Linked DNA regions of Mus musculus: region 2 is linked to region 1. The links are chromatin contacts, called in public promoter capture Hi-C maps. All regions are on one chromosome and are shown on one strand. Each heading gives the region's core, a stretch centred on a gene start, on an enhancer-like site or on the middle of the called end of the contact. The rest is flanking DNA. Distances are from core to core; before and after follow the strand shown.

The links. Promoter capture Hi-C pulls out the DNA fragments that hold promoters and counts their contacts.
Region 2: a promoter capture Hi-C map of embryonic stem cells shows a contact between it and region 1, with 3 times the contacts expected there. The contact joins the promoter of Otp here to the enhancer-like site in region 1. A contact is called at or near these places in 7 of 39 promoter capture datasets (the C10 cell line, embryonic stem cells, hippocampal neurons and 3 more), 2 of 484 Hi-C or Micro-C datasets (the N1E-115 cell line and embryonic stem cells), 13 of 115 datasets of contacts at active chromatin or transcription factors (bone marrow-derived macrophages, embryonic forebrain, embryonic hindbrain and 4 more) and 3 of 9 other capture datasets (adipose tissue, embryonic stem cells and macrophages).

The regions. Positions count from the first base shown.
Region 1 is chr13:94,645,807-94,648,717 of GRCm38.p6, forward strand. No RefSeq gene overlaps it. Among named protein-coding and RNA genes, the nearest start is that of Gm32305, 49 kb to the right of the region's middle. Within about 2 kb of position 1,540, at least 6 of the 459 cell types and tissues checked have an H3K27ac peak or open chromatin away from gene starts, as enhancers often do. A contact at or near this core is called in embryonic stem cells, where this site is marked.
Region 2 is chr13:94,874,141-94,877,051 of GRCm38.p6, forward strand. Otp (orthopedia homeobox) reads left to right here and starts at 1,496. Exons shown (of 3, transcript NM_011021.4): 1 at 1,496-1,666. The coding sequence starts at 1,630.

The DNA.
Region 1 (2,911 bases), core at 290-2,789:
ATAATTAAAAATGTAGAAACAGCTACTAAAAACTATAACTAAGTCGCCCTGGCGAGGGCGTGAGGAAATGTCAGCGAGAGAGCTATTTTCTCATCAAGGTAAATGTTTAATTTTCTCATTTGTATTTGGGAATGGTCAGGGGGAGCAAGGTGGAAATCATGTGAGCAGCGAGGCTTATTGAACTGTGTGGCCACCGGAGGCTCCGCCAGCCGCGTGTGTCATGTGCTGGTGGTCATGTGTCCAAGGTCATCCCTCCAGAGGCTGCCCAGCTGACCCATAGAAACATATTATCTGGGAGCTCAAGGTCCAAACATGTTTATCAACCATAAAATTGGATGCTGGTCATACTCTTGTCCCTTTTTTGAAGGGCTGTCACTTTGGGGGTGGACTGAAGAGGACATCAGGCATCCAGCAATGTCCCCTGAGAGAATGTTCTCCAAGAAGGTGGCTTAGTCCTTTCCACAAGGATTGACTGAAAAGGCATTATGCAAATGTCCTTTGTTCCCCAGGAGGGTGGCTGGCCCCTCTCTGCACCCAAGGTGAATCAGTTCTGGTTTGGCCTCTAAAGATGTATCTAGAGGGTCAAAAGAGATTTCTTCAGATCTATGTGACGTCTCCTGAGGCTCTGACTAGTTTCTTAGATGTTTGAAAGGGCCAGCCATTGGCTCAGGTGTCACATCACAAAGGGAGGCTTTTGGAGACCAACATTCCCTTCCATGCCCTGAAATCTCCACATTCTTCTGGATGCTCAGACTTAGCTCTCAGGCTCTCTAGTCCAGGCTGGTACTGGGAACACCAAGACCAAGAAGCAGATGGGTGGTGCCCTGCCATTCACACAGCTGGGAGGCCAGCACAGCTGGCAAATGGTTGTCCACAAGCTCTGATTTGTTCACTCGCTCTTCCTTCCTTCCTTCCTTCCTTCCTTCCTTCCTTCCTTCCTTCCTTCCTTCCTTCTTCTCCCCTTCCTTCCTTTTTCCCTCCATCCTTCCCTCCCTCCCTCCCTCCCTCTTTCCCTCACTTTCTGTGCTCTCACTTACCCCACCCCTCCCCCAACTCTCCCCATTTCCTCCCCCACTCCCTTCCCCGACACCCTCCTCCCTCAGTCCCCCCACCCGACTCCCAACAGCCCTGTCTGGCCTCCAAAGCAGTATGTCTTAGGATGACCTTGAACTTTTTCCGGTCAATCTTCTTCCACATCCGAGTGCTAGGATTGCAGGCATGTATCATGCCTGACTCACATGGTGCTGAGGCTCAAACCCAGGGCGCCATGCGCTCTGCCCACTGAACTACAACCCTGGCCTCCAGAAGAAGCTTTCTAAAAAACGGAAACAAACTGCCCAAGTTATCTGAAAATTGCTAATTCTCCCAGACTGACCTCCAATCCCTCGGATGAAGCCACGAGTTTCCAGCTTTATCTCCTGAGTGCACCTCTTTTCAAGAAAACACATTTTTTTTTTTTGAGGAACTTCTAGATTCCAAGCCTTGTACAGAGTGCTGAAAATACTTCAGAAATTCAGACAAACACAGTCCCGACTACTGGGGCCGACTGGAGCCAAAAATCTGTCCACAAGTTTGGATTCAAGGTCATTTGATTCCCCAGGGCTTCTGGTTAGAAGTATAAAATGACACTTTGTTTTGTTTAAAACAAAACCAAAAAAAAAAGGTGTTGCTGTGGAATTATTAGCAATGTTCTCATTTTTTTTTTTTTTTTTTACAAAGCATGGGAGGTGCCATTTATAAAAATCCGAAAAGGCTTCTCTACAAACTAAAAAATTTAAAAATAAGAGTAGGCTGGGCTGTTAAAGGCTCACAACCGAAATATAGAAATAAGGGTGGGAAATGTACCTCTTCAGCAGCCCAGGAGCAGAGGGAGGGTCTGTCCTGTTTGCACTCCTTCCTTAGCAAACCTAGAGGTCCCACAAAAAGAAATGTGGACGCTGGCAGGAAGCAGTGGCCTGGATAGTGTGCATTTAATTAGCAAATGAATTGTGCTCCTCTGGCGTGACCGCCTAATCCAAGGCTGCTCCTGTATCACTTTGGTTTTAGCTATTTTGTGATGATTGAGTTCAATGATTCTGTGTAGGGAAAAGTAATTTCTGAATAGTCGATTGTAAGAGAGAAAACAATAACTGAAGGAGCTCTATGCTTTGGAGCTGAGTGTTCTTGGGCAAACCGTGCAACAGAGGACTGAGGCTAATAAAGAGACTTCTGAGACAGAATAAGTCCTTCCCAAGGACTTATCTTAGCAGGAAGCTTGAGTCTCCTGAGTCTAGTGAGCAGAGAGTTGGAAGTGCTCTCCCCAGCAGCCTTCCATGAGTGCAACCGTTAGTCTTAGGGATCAGAGGTAGTACCTGGGAGTGGGTTGGTGGCATAAACTCTGTCTGTCCTTCTTGAACCAAATGATGAGATTAGATTAAAATTTTTCAGGTAATTAAAAGCTATGTATACAATTGTTTTTCTTCCTCACTAAGGGCCAATATTAATATCTTGATATATTGATGTTATCATTTGGAAATGAATACTTTTCTAAAGCAGATTGAAAACGAGGTCCTATGTGAAGGATGAAGGGGAAATATGTATAAACCTTAGGTGTGCCACATTTTCCCACAGAAATGAAGTCTTATTTATTAAAGCTAGAATTACTGGCAGTGTCCCTGGTGAACAGTTATCCCTTCATTTTTATTTATATGTACGAATTGAGGGGGTAATTAAAGATCTAACATGTGAGGTAGCTAACATGCCTTTAGATTTTATTCGTATTTTTGCTGTTCCTATCATAGTAAGGGCTGTCAGGGAGACTGTTACACGTGATCTTCTGACGTGGGCTCCTTGTATTTAGTGGCTTTCTCTTCCTCCAAGGCCTCGGGGCTTGCCATTGGATCCTGTGTGCTTAGTTCAAGGAGGACTGTTA
Region 2 (2,911 bases), core at 246-2,745, 230 kb after region 1:
AAAAAAAGCCATTTGTTCGGTATTATTTAAAACAGACTTCAGAGGGCCACCCTTTGTGGAAGCTTTATTTGCACTAAATGAATAATCTTAATTGCATCACCCTCGAATTAAAAATCAATGTTAATCAAGTTGGGAGCAGTAAATATCAGTTTTCATTTTGCCTTGGGTAGAGGGCATTTTTCTTGTGTTGCAAATAAAAATACAAGTCAAATAACTTTAAAGGGGCATCATGTTCTGCTGCAAATACAATTGAAACGGATTGTTTGGGAGCAGATCAGAAACGGTACAGAATTTTGCACTTAATTTCCTCAGTTATCATTTACAATAAGAACCTCTGGGCTTGGCAGCCAAGTCTAAACAGTAGTAAATTAGTACAAATTTATACTGATTTTACTCTAATAATCGTAATAAAAGCTTATAGATTTGGCACTAATTACATAAATGCCTAATGATCTTGAAAATTACTCTGGTTAGAAATATATTACTAATCTAAACTTTGTTGTTGGCTGGCTCTGAAAAATCAGAACATTAGAAATGGTTCGCTTCACTTGTGCAAAAGCACTTTAAATTGTTCAAGTAGTTTAACACATCCAAGAGGAAAATAAAGAGCGGTTAACTTTATTTACTGCCTTAAGTGGCTTTGGTCGTCTAGCTGAACTTAGAAACTTTGACCGAAAGAGCAGGTTGGGACCTGGGTGAGAGTGTAGGCCTATCGGGCAGGTGGCCCTGGAACGCAGCTTCTGGAGTTCTGGAGGAAGGCTCACTTCATGAAGTCTCCCCCTCCCCCAAAGCGGACAGGGGACCTTGGCGGGGTGGTGGTGGGGGGGCAACTTCCTCTTTATTTTCTAGGCTTGCAATGGGATTGGGGCTCAGTAGGCCAGAGTCTGGGTCTCTAGAGAAGGCCTGCAGAACAGTGGCAGAAATTTAGGGTCGTTCTAGAGATGGTAGCTTGGCTGCCTGGTGAGCTAGGGCTTTGACTACCGCGGTCCAGTGTCCCCTAGCTGGCACGAGCAGGGGCAGCGGGGGCGCGGGTGCGGTGGGATGTGTGTGGGCTGGGGGTGGCGACTCTCAGGTCATGCAGAGGTCATGTCCTGCTTTGGTGTCTGAACTGCCCCCGTTCCAGGGACACCCTAGCTCTGATACACAGAGCCTGTGAAGCGAGCAAGGCAGGACAAGGAAAGGGGAGATGTGCCCGGAGAAAATCTCTGGGAAGAACTGACCGAGGCTCGGCCCAGAGGCCCAGGGCGAGGCCAAGGTGGCCGCTGCTGCTTTAGCGGCTGCTGGAGGCTGGAGCTGCCTGGGCTGCGGCCGCCGCCTCCTCCCGGCAGGCGCAGGCGGGCGGGCGGGCGGAGTGGGGGACTCTCCGGGCGCTGACATTTGCAGGCTGCCCTCCTGATTGGTCCCCTCGCCGAGCTGCTCACGGGTTCATTCATCTGTTAAGCACCTCCCCGTCTCTCTAAAGGACATTATAATGCAAGAAGCCCCCTTTTTAACCACAAACCGAATTTTCTTTCATTTAGGTGATCTATATATATCTATATCGTATAGCTTATAGCTTATATCTATTTTAAATAACTTAAAGCCGCTAAAATTTGGGGGGGAACAGCTTTCGCCCTGGAGCGGTGCGCGATGCTGTCTCACGCCGACCTCCTGGACGCCAGGCTAGGTGAGTGAGCGCCTCTCACCCGGGCAGCCAGGAGAAGCCGGGGCAGGAAATTGTCAATTTGTTCCTTATTTTACCTTAATGCGCCCTAAATGGACTAATTTCTTTAAAAGTAATTGTGCTGTATTAAAGTTTAATTTGATTTAACATCGTCTTAAAAAAAATCTATGGAATATGTAGATTCCAAAACAAAACGGAGTTGGGGATGCTGACACCTTTTTGTTTTTCTTATTTTTTTCTTTCTCTCTCCCCTTCATTATTAATATTATTATTTTTGGAAGGAGTTCTAGCCCGCGATAATTTGTTTGGAGGTGTTTCTCTCTTTTTCCACTCTTGTTTGCTTTGATTTGGAATTTCTTTCATCCCTTTTTCCCCTTCTTCCTTTCTATCATCACCTTCTCCTCTAAGTGTGCTTAAATTTGTTTTCTTTTTTTAAAAAAAAATCTTCTCCTTTGTGAAGGAGAAGCCGCTGTATGAAGGTGGATTTGCTAAGTGTGCTGGTTGAGAAGAAAAGCCCAACTCATCCTCTCGGGCATCCCTGCCTTCTACAAGGGACTCGGTGTTACCAGTGACGGGGAGGGACGAGCCGTTTATTTCTCGGGAGAGAAAAGTTGAATTCTCTAAAGTTTGATTCACTGTTATGGCTATAGAGTTTACTTAAATTTCTTTGAAGCTATCTGGGTTACCAAGTTCTGGGCTTCAGGCTTGGGGAGCTTTAGTGATGGATGTGACTCCGTTTCCCAAACACTTTCTCTGATTTGAGGGGGAGGCGGAGCTGATTTGGGCTTATTTTGAGAGGTGGAAGGCTTGGAGACATATTCATCTTCCGAAAGTCAGAGGGAATTGGCCAGAGTTCATTTAGCGCCTTTGCTCAGGAGGAGCAGCCTCCAAAGGCTCTCTCTTGATTTCTTTTTCTCCCGCACCACCCGACTAAGAATTTTCTCAAGGTTTCCTGGGACACCAGGGTTACAGTTAGTGAAAGGACTCGGGTGTGTTTCATTGTCAGGCCTGGGAGTGGTTTTTTTGTTTTTGTTTTTGTTTTGTTTTTTGTTTTGTTTTGTGGGAGACACGAAGGCCGGAGCTGTGAAGCACCAGAGCGGGCTGTGGAGAGAAGGAGGCCAGGAGATGCTATTTCAACCTAGCTGTCCAATTCCTGGGAAACCGGGCTGAGGACCAGGCAGTTTCCGCCTCGGGGCAAGCGTGGGCGCAGAGGGAGCGGTGGATGGGGCTGAAGCAGAACCTCTCAGG